Linked DNA regions of Sus scrofa: all the other regions are linked to region 1. The links are chromatin contacts, called in public promoter capture Hi-C maps. All regions are on one chromosome and are shown on one strand. The core of a region is the stretch at or near the end of the contact, and the rest is flanking DNA. Distances in the headings are between cores, read along the strand shown.

The links. Promoter capture Hi-C pulls out the DNA fragments that hold promoters and counts their contacts.
Region 2: a promoter capture Hi-C map of liver shows a contact between it and region 1, with 7 times the contacts expected there. The contact joins the enhancer-like site here to the promoter of CUL1 in region 1. A contact is called at or near these places in 3 of 5 promoter capture datasets (fetal liver, fetal skeletal muscle and liver), 4 of 47 Hi-C or Micro-C datasets (embryonic fibroblasts, heart right ventricle, retroperitoneal adipose tissue and 1 more) and 2 of 2 datasets of contacts at active chromatin or transcription factors (alveolar macrophages and skeletal muscle).
Region 3: a contact with region 1 is called in a promoter capture Hi-C map of fetal liver, with 2.8 times the contacts expected there. The contact joins the promoter of EZH2 here to the promoter of CUL1 in region 1. A contact is called at or near these places in 2 of 5 promoter capture datasets (fetal liver and liver), 9 of 47 Hi-C or Micro-C datasets (alveolar macrophages, embryonic fibroblasts, fetal liver and 5 more) and 2 of 2 datasets of contacts at active chromatin or transcription factors (alveolar macrophages and skeletal muscle).

What each region holds. Positions count from the first base shown.
Region 1 is chr9:109,557,341-109,560,638 of Sscrofa11.1, forward strand. CUL1 (cullin-1) reads right to left here and starts at 1,774. Exons shown (of 22, transcript XM_021063586.1): 1 at 897-1,774.
Region 2 is chr9:109,326,230-109,329,527 of Sscrofa11.1, forward strand. No RefSeq gene overlaps it. Among named protein-coding and RNA genes, the nearest start is that of EZH2, 57 kb to the right of the region's middle. Within about 2 kb of position 1,607, at least 75 of the 83 cell types and tissues checked have an H3K27ac peak or open chromatin away from gene starts, as enhancers often do. A contact at or near this core is called in alveolar macrophages, embryonic fibroblasts, fetal liver and 4 more, where this site is marked.
Region 3 is chr9:109,383,559-109,386,856 of Sscrofa11.1, forward strand. It overlaps EZH2 (enhancer of zeste 2 polycomb repressive complex 2 subunit), which reads left to right and starts at 1,497. Exons shown (of 20, transcript NM_001244309.1): 1 at 1,497-1,580.

The DNA of each region.
Region 1 (3,298 bases), core at 524-3,023:
CGGCCGCGGCTCGGCCTCTCAGGCCTCGCCCGCCTCCTGCGCTCGGCTGCCGCGGCCCCAGTCACTGCGACACCGCGGCTCGGGGCCCGGCCTGCGCCCGCCGCCGCCACCTACCCCCTCGGCGCCGGACCCCCGACACTCACCCGTATTTCCCGGGTGCCTAAGTGGCTCCGGCTACGTTTCCACCTGGTCGCTGGGCCGGGCCCCGGTTAAATCCCCGTCCCGCCAAGGTCTGGCCGCGTCCCTCAGCCGCCGGGGCTGCCCCGCCTGGAGCTGCGTGCGACACGGCTCCCGCCTCCTCCTCCTCCCCTGCTCGCCCGCCGGCCCTCCTCCTCCTCCTCCTCCTCCTCCTCCCGCCGCCGCCGCCGCCGCCGCCGCCGCCTGCACCACGCAACCTCCGCCCTCTCGCCTTTCCTCCGCCGCTCCCCGCCCTCCCGGCCTCACCGGCTCCGGCTCCCGCGGGCGTGAAGCTGGTGGGGGAGGGCCGGAACGCACCGCCATCGCGTCCGGGGCGGGGGAGCCGGGAAACCGTCGCCGCCATCTCCCCACCAGCCCGCGGCACGGGAGGGGCCCGGAAACCTCCCGCCCGCCGTGGCCCTGGCCCCAGGGCCCCCGACGCCGCTGAGGCCCCGCTCGCCTGGCTGGTCCCTACCTGAAGCCCGCGGTCCTTGGCTCTGAAACCCCACGCCATCCCCGGCCGAGCGCACCGGATCCGCCTCCAGGTTTTACAGCCTCCCTCGCCTTCGGGCCGCCTCTAAGGACCCGGCTTCCCGCCACTTCGGGCCGAACGAGGAGGGGTCACCTTCTGAGGTTGGGGGCGCCAGCCTAGGAAGAAGCCGCCCCAAAACTCCCTGGAGGAGAGGGTCTCACACACCCCCTCCTGCGCGCACACTCACCCTGAACCCTGAACCGACACGGAACACAACGACACCCGGTGGATCTGCCTCCCCAGCCGGGGGAATAACCAAAAGCCAGATCCCGACCGGCTGATGAAGTCGAGGATGGGCGAGGGGCCCTTGAAAAGAAAAACGTGTGGTCCATTCTCAGCCCCAAGACACCTGCGGGCCTCGGCACCAGAGCCCCGGCTCCCCGGCGCCTCTCTAAAATCGTTTCTGAAATCAAACCAATCCAGCTTTCCTCCACAAACTCTTTAACCAACTCCTTTTTAGGCAAAGGGCTGATAAAGATTCGCTTTACCATTAATCTCTGTAAAGACAAATCAAGAATGGAATTTAAGCTTTTCCATATATGTGGATGCGATGAGGCGTGACTGCAGAATAACATTGTTTTCACGTGAGTCCTGGAGTAGTTCACCGCAGTCAAGTGAAATTAACTCACAATTGGGTCCTTGAACTGCACATTTTTGCAGCACAAATAGCCACCTGGCTTCCTATGATGACCTAGGTGACAAAAGGCGGGCTTGGAGGGGCTTCTGCTGGAATGATGTGGTTTACATACCAGAGGGCCCACGACTTCCATGAACAAGCAAGGAAGAATTTCAAATTACCTGGGCAAAAAACTTGATGAACATAACTTCCTGTTTTGCTCCAAATGAAAACAGGAGAAGATTTTAGTATCACCGTGGGGTGGAAATCCTAGGCCCAGAGTAGAGGGCTGCCCCCATAATCTACGCTGTCTCCTGAGGAATACAGGTTTCTCTTAGAATATCCCATAGTATTTGTTTCCTTCTATTGAAATGTGGTCACTTGTCAACATTTGTTAAGTACCTTTAGAAGTAAGGCATTGGTCTGTACTTGTCACTAAAGTATATGATCTCAATCTATGCAATGATTTTTAAATTGTTGGTTTACATCCTACACTTCTAGATATTTAAAAGAAACAGGTGTAGGAGGAGTTCCCATTTTAGCGCAGTGATTAATGAATCCGACTAGGAACCATGAGGTTGCGGGTTTGATCCCTGGCCTTGCTCAGTGGGTTAAGGATCTGGCGTTGCCATGAGCTGTGGTGTAGGTCACAAATGTGGCTCAGATCCCGCATTGCTGTGGCTCTGGCGTAGGCCAGTGTCTACAGCTCGGATTAGACCCCTAGGCTGGGAACCTCAGTATGCCATGGGAAGTGGCCCTGGAAAAGACCAAAAAAGAAGAAGAAACAGGTGTATTTTGCAATTTTTTTGTGGGCACATGGTAAAATTGAAGGTAGAAATGGAAGGCTTGTCCCTGTGGACAGTGCTTTCCACTGTATATATATGGCTTCTCTTACTTGTTCCCCATAATGGAACCTGTATTTTCCTCAAACAACAAGGTATCTCATCTCCATCTTCCCTAAACTGTCCTCTCCCTTCTCACCATTCAACATGGTCTTCTTGTCTGTGCCTTCCCATAGCTAATACAAGAACGGAGTGGGTCAGCTTTCCCTTTACTGTTTGTTTCTTTCAACCTCTCCCCCCCCTTTTTTTTTCCAGCCGCACCCATGGCATATAGAAGTTCCTGGGCCAGGGATAGAACTAGAGCCACAGTAGTGACCACACCAGATCCTTAACCTGCTGTGCCACAAGAGAACCCTACTGAATTACTACCTCACTTTTCCCTGAATGGAAGGATTTAGTTCACCTATAACCATCCTCTCCAATTCTCACTGCCTTAATTCCTGCTTCTTCCTTCTAGCTTTTACTCGCCACTCATCTGCACTGTTACTGACAGCTCTTAGACTATGTCATTCATTGACTTTTATGTCCACCTCACAACCAGGTAGCATCTATACCACTTCTCAGACATATCAGGCAATTTGCTCCAAATCATTAAGCTTGATGAGGGGCGTAACCTAAGCCAGTAACTCCCAAGTATGTGCAGATCCACTCCTTTATTATGTTTCCCACACCTGTATTGTTTTTACCTTTATTTTTTTTAATTTTAAATTTTTGTCTTTTTTGTCTTTTCTAGGGCCACACCTGCGGCATATGGAGATTCCAATCGGAGCTGTTGCTACTGGCCTATACCAGAGCCACAGCAACTCGGGGTCGGAGCCCAATCTGTGATCTACACCACAGCTTACGTCAACACCAGATCCTTAACCCATTAAGCAAGGCCAGGGATCGAACCCACAACCTCATGGTTCCTAGTCAGACTCGTTAACCACTGCGCCACAACGGGAACTCCTGTTTTTACCTTTAAATAGTTTGCCTGGTTCTGATCTCTGCTCTATCCTTCCAGCCTGCACAGTGACTAACCACTGATGATTCTTTCCAAATGATGCTATCCTTTCAAACTTTTCAGTGGCTCCCCACTGTTTACTTATTTACTTATTTATTTTTGTCTTTTTTATAACTGTACCCGCGGCA
Region 2 (3,298 bases), core at 357-2,856, 230 kb before region 1:
CCGCGACTGCAACCTACACCACAGCTCACAGCAACGCCGGATCGTTAACCCACTGAGCAAGGGCAGGGACCGAACCGCAACCTCATGGTTCCTAGTCGGATTCGTTAACCACTGCGCCACAACGGGAGCTCCGATGTTGTGTCTTAATGCTTTTAAATTCAGGAATTAATATTAAGTTCAACAAGGCCGACTGATCTGGAGCACCCATTTTTAATAAGCTGCCACCAGCCTGAGGGTGTGAGCTATGCATGTGTTCCAGCTGAGAACGGTCCTTACTAATGATGCCCTTTTTGTCTATCAAGATGTAGTAAACATAGAACCATTTCCCCAATCTTTTTCAAGGGTTTTAAAAAACTAATTTACAGTAGAGAGTGCACATTTCTCGTCTTTGCTAATGGAGAAAGCCAGTGTGTTGGAACCTGCTGAATGAATCTGACTATAAACTCCAATCACAGCAATTGAACCAAGGAGATGACCACTGCTGACAGCTGCAGACAGAAAGGATGGATGGATGTGGAGTCAGGAAGTCATGCTGTAGAGCAGAAACTGACTTAGACCTCCTTTCCTACCTGGTTCTAAACTGAGTACCCATCTAGGTCTGTGAATGTATGTACTTTACATGGGAAACAATTAACAAGTTCATGCCCCTCCCCTAGAAGTACCTTATCTACTCATTTACAGACACTGACAAATATATTGAATTTTTCGCAAAAAACATCCTATACCTTTTTTCATTCTGAAAATTTCTTTAAATGCCCTCAGTTGAAACGCCACTCCCTAGAGTTATGTAAACACTGTTAATAATTTGGTATGTTTCTTCCAGGTTTTTTCTATTCATCCACAAGCACACACATGTATTTAATACATACATACAACAGACCTAAGAGATCATGCCATATGTATCTTTGAAAAGAAGCTTCTTGGATTGGTGTTCCCCTTCATGCTATATAATAAATGCATTGCGTTTCACCAGAAATTAACAATTTTCAAAATTTCTAAAAAGTGATAAACATTTTGATGAGTTTAAAGCTGATTAAAACTAAGTTGCTTTTTTTTACATTCGTGTTTTTTTTCCAGGCACTTTGAAAGTTAATGCATAAATGCTGATGAGAAATTAGCTACCAAAAAAAAAGTTGTAACCAGTCTATTTTAAATCATAAACTAAAAGTTTTTTTAATTTGTATTTGCATTATTGGTTTATGTAAATACTACCAATCACTACTTCTCGATGAAGACAAAACACAGTCAGTCAAACGTGGTTGTGGGGGGAGACAATGTTAACTGAGTTAACAATAACCCACAGCCTTCGGACCAACTGCAAAGAAAGAAGGGCTTCTGACTATTTATAGTTCCTATCCAGACACTTTTCTAAGTAAGGAGACTTTTCAGGGCCTATGTCACAACGATGAAAAATAAGAATGTGTATAACTTCCTGATTAAATACAACGTAAACAGAACAAAACCGCTCTTTTTAAAGTATTATTTGTAAGGATTATGCTAACTACTAACCTTTTTTGCATTTCACTTTTACAAGTGCATTGTGGGTAGCGCCTAGCTAAATAGGAAAGTAAACTGGGCGGGTGGCTGGCAGCCACATGGTCTCCCAGAGTGGCGGGTTGGTCTGGGTGAGGACAGCCCACCTGGCTGGGAGCCCAGGCCGCGCCTGACCGGGTGGAGCCCGCGCAGAATGACTAGGAAAGCCAGTCACGTGCTCGCGGGCGGGCCCCAGGGCCGGTGCCCTGGCAGGCGGTCCTGTCAGTGTCCTGTCAGTTTCAGGAGCACGTGGTGGTGTCTGGATTGTGCGGTCCCCCAGCACGCGGCACGCTGAGGCAGGGCCGGGAGGTAGGGGGCTGCTGGTCCTTCTCTAGACACTGGAGGGTACCACCTTTGGGCTTCCTCTCATCCTTAGGATGGCTGCACCCAGGTCTCTACCGGTTAGGGATTAAGAGTGAGTCAGCAGGAGTCAACAGGTGGCTCCAGCAAGACTCCCTCTTTCCCTCCGGTAATTGTAGATACCAGGCTGGAAACCCCCCGTGTGTGTCGAAAACCCCATTCTGGGAGTTCTTCAAAGGTTTACTTCACCCATAAATTACTCACTTTTACTCAACCTGCCATGGGGCCAGGGTGCTTATTTCCAACATCTGGTTTGAAAAAATGCAAACCATTGGTGACCCTTCGAAGCTTTAAATATTTATAATGAAAATCTAAGGACAGACAGATATTGCCCACACTTAAGTGTTTTGCACATAAAAAACATTGCCAACGAAAACATTAAGTTATTTTCCTTAAGGAAGAGGGTTTCAGCTGAGGAAGTGGGGCTGAACCTTGGTTTTATGTGTGGGCTATGAATTATACCCTGAAGCTAAAATATGAATTAGACTTAAGAAATGAGCCTTTTGGAATATTAGCATCATCTGATTTTTTCTAAGGATAATTTTGCTCTTTTTGGTTGCTGTTAAAAAAAACCCTTTTGGGGAAACTTTGATAGATTTCCTGCATTTACTCAAAATAACGTTCTTGTTCAACATGTTTCTTAGGGTTTTCCTAGTAATGTACTGTTCTTTCTTCCTGTAAAGACAAAACCAGGAAATTGGTCCCACAAAGGCCCAAGCTGACTTCCTAATTACCTGTTACAATTACTGAGAAAAATTTGGGAAACTGGGAATATGGGGGCTAGGTTGAGAATTTCAGAAAAATGAAGAAATCATCAAATTTAATATTAGTTAAACATTGTCCCAGAGAAAATGATGGTGCAAAAAGCTTAGAGATTTCCAAAATCTAATCTAGTTGACTCAGTGATTTTTAAAAATAAATATAACTTAGGAAAGGCTGATAGATTAAGAAAGTTACTAGGAATGTGTCAAATGCTCAGTTTTAGAGGTGGGTAATGCTTTAGTGACATCCTTATAAGTTAGGGGATTGTTGTCTTTTGACTAAGGTGGGAATATATATAATAGTAAACATGGTAATTTGTGTAAGAATTTACATTTTATATTATCTCATTTATTTTACAGTATCGGTATCTTTATCTTTAGTAATTGGTAGCACACATCAGCTTTGTTATACTTACTAGACCTGAAGAGAATCAGGATATGGTACCCCAAAATATGCTACTTTGGCATAAAATTATTTTGAGCTGAGGACAATTGAGAGTCAAGAGATAAAGAAAGAAATCATTTTGGAATTTCCCTTATCAGACTCAAAGCAGCAACTTCAGGGAAATAAGGCTGCTATAAATTCCCTCTTTGGGGCAGATCTACTCATAAATGCCCTCTCTGGGGGAGTTTTATGGCATTGA
Region 3 (3,298 bases), core at 247-2,746, 170 kb before region 1:
ATATGATTTCGTTAGGCTTTTAACTCCAGTTCCTAGTTGACTATCCTCCCCGCCCTCCATCTGAACTCTCAATCTGTTTACATGGGTGAACGATTGTTTTGCCCTATTCCTGCATCCTATTGAAAATAAATTCAGGAGATCCCGTGGCGCAGCAGAAACTAATCCAACTAGGAACCATGCCTGAGGTTGCAGTTAGATCCCTGGCCTTGTTGAGCTGTGGAGTAGGTCGCAGATACGGCTTGGAGCCTGAGTTGCTGTGGCTGTGGTGTAGGCCGGATTCCACCCCTGGCCTGGGAAACTCCATACGCCTCGGATGAGGCCCTAAAAAGAAAAAAAAGAAAATTCAGAATAACCTTACCTTCACTGTCAGATAAATTAAAAGGGGAAACTGCATCCTAAACAGAATATTTCTAATTCTTATGGGTTGATACAGGCTCACCCGCAGATCATTTTTTTTTTTAACACTTGAAAGATGCTGCAATCATCCCAATTTTTTCCAGAGGCGTTAGCTCGAGGCAAGTGAACCCCACTCACCCCTGATAAATGATTAACGTTGACACGTGTTTGGAACTACAAACGCTGGAAGGTGCCGAACAAGGCGCTCAGAATGAGGAAACTGAAATAACAGTAGGGCTGCTGTTTCCCAGGTTTCTAAGGAGATGGGCACTGCGGCCTCGACCAACCAAAGTCCAGCGGGCCAGGGGATCTGAGTCGGGCCAAGCCACTGAGGGGCTTAGCAGAAAAAGTAGCTGGCAGAGCGCTCTGCTCGCACCGGAGGCGGCGCGCCAGTCCGACCAGACCGCGAAAGGCTCGGGGCTCCTCGCCCGAAACGAACCAGATTGGAGCCCGGACCGCAGAGCGTAACTGGCCGGCAATCGGGGTACCTCGCGCGCGTCCGCCGGCCGGCCTGCGCTTCGGCTCCGCGCGCGGGGAAAAGAGCGCGGCAGTTGAAACCGTTACCACCCCCGAGTTTTGAACTGGTTCAAACTTGGCTATCGGCCCCGCCCCGCCCCTCCGGCCCGGGAACTCTGAGGCTGCCGGCGGTTCCCGCCAAGCGCCGCGAGCGCGCCGTCCCGCCCCCTGGTCGGTTCCCGCCATCCTGCCCTGGCCGCCTCCCGCCCGCGGCCCGGGATTCGGGCTGCAGAGGCCCCATCGTCCCAGCCAGCCGACCCACCGCCTTCCTGAGAGGCGCCGTGCGTTCGGCGAAAGAACAAAGAGACGGCGCAGCGCTTCCACTCGGCGGCCGCGTCCCTCAGCGCCCGCCCGCTCGCGCGCACGCGCCGCCGGCCCGGCCCGGCTGAGTCCCGCGGGCTCCTCTGCGTGGGGCTGGCTCGCCGCCACGGAGCCCGGCGGGCCTTGTGATTGGACGGGAGCCCGCCTCGCGGCCCGCCAATCGGGGCGGCGCTTAGTTGGACAGGGGGGGCCAAATAAAAGCGATGGCGATTGGGCTGCCGGGTTTGGCGCTTGGTCCGGGAGCGTCCGACACCCACTGGGACGCAGAAGGCGGTGGAAGCCCGGCGGCGGTGGTGGCGCGCGGGAGCGGCGCGCGGGAGCGGAGCGGGCTGGGGCGCGGGGCTCAGGTAGCGTGCCGCTGTCGGGCCGGCCGGCCAGCGGGGCTCCGAAGCTCGGTGAGGGGCGGCGGCGGCGCCGGGATATCCCCGCCACCCCTCCGGGTATCGCCCAGAGCGGGCTTTCCCGGGGCGCCGCTTTGGCTGGAGGGGTGAGAGGAGACCCCTCGGAAGGGGCCGTGGCTTTGGGCTGGCCCGCGCGACCGCGGGGGCGGGCAGCGCCGCACCTGGCGACCTAAGGCGGGACCCCGGGCGGGCGCCCTGGGGGGCGAGCCGAGGGGTCTTCTCGCGCGCCCGCCCTTCGGGAGGCGCGGCGGCTGGGCTGGGGGCGCTCCGGTGCTCGGGGCGGGCCGGCCGCCCGAGCCCCTGTCTCCTTTGTGTGGAGCGTCGCGGCGGGAGCGCCCGGGTGGGACGGGACGCACACAAGTTGGTGGGACCTCGGCACCGAGTGCACACTCAGACAAAGGACGGACTGTGTCTCGGGGGAGCTCGGCGCGGGGAAGGGGCAGTGACACCCGGGCCTGACAGCGGGCGGGAGAGGGGCGTGGGGAGCGCGGGCCGCGGCGCAGGGGGCGGGCTGGGCCCCACGCCCCCTCCCCGCGAGCGCGCAGGCTCGGCCGGGGCCGAGGGGGCCGGGGCGGCGCTGGGAACCGAACTCGGAGCGGCTGCGGGTCTGACATTTCCCCGGAAAGCACCCCCGAACCCCTCGTCTCCACCCGCTCTGACGAGGCGGTCCCGGCCGCCTTTACCCCCTCGGCTGGCTTTCTGTTAAGTTTGAGGAAGGGTCGAGCCGTTCTCCCCCCGCTCGGTTTTGTTCGTTTCGGAGGGCTTTTCGTCGAGTTTCCGCGTCATTGTCCACCCCCCCAAAAAAAGTCGGTGCCATCAGGTCCCTTTTTGAAAATTGGAGGAATCGAGAAGCATGATATTTTGAAATGAAAACTTGGTGAACTCACGCCTGCTGAGTTCCCGCTTTCTAAAGAATCATATTTTTTTTAAAAAATTACATGCTCTTTCGGCCAACTTATGTGATACATCTGAGACTGGCGACAGGTGCTAACGAAATCAACTGTCATTTAGTAAGAGATTATTCTCCAAATCCCCAGGGATTGAATGAGGATGCGATGGTAGAAAGAATTGATCAAGCAAAATGTTTATGACAAATGTGTGTTTAGGTGGTCTGGTTAGCAATTCGTCATTAATTGGTCTTGTTTTCCGTGAACAATAGCTTTGTTGAGTCAGAAAAGACTGACTACAGAAATGTTTGTTGCCTAAGAAATTGAACGTGTGCTGTCCACAGTTAAGCTAAACTTCCTTTGTTTGTCACACAGGATCTGTAAAATTTAAGTCATTTGGAAACAAAGATATGTCTTTGGTATTTAAAAATATTTTACTTCAAGGTTTACTTTCTGGGTTTTAAAGGTCATTTATCGGATTAATTTTGTGGCTTTTTAATGTCACATAAAACACCATTTAAGAAAATCTTTAAAAAACACTAATGCTGATACAGTTGAATGTAGGCTATACTTCTAAGGGATTTTAAGAGCGTGTGGGATCCTAACCATTAGACCACCAGGGAGCTAGGGGGTTTGGAGTTTATTTTCCACTACTCTTCATTCATCACCGTTAGCAACTATTTTATGTTTGGAAATAAAATGTAGAACAAGTGTGTAATCCTAACAAGTTTATTGATAATTTTATTTCAAGAAAATGAAAGTATTTATGACCTATTT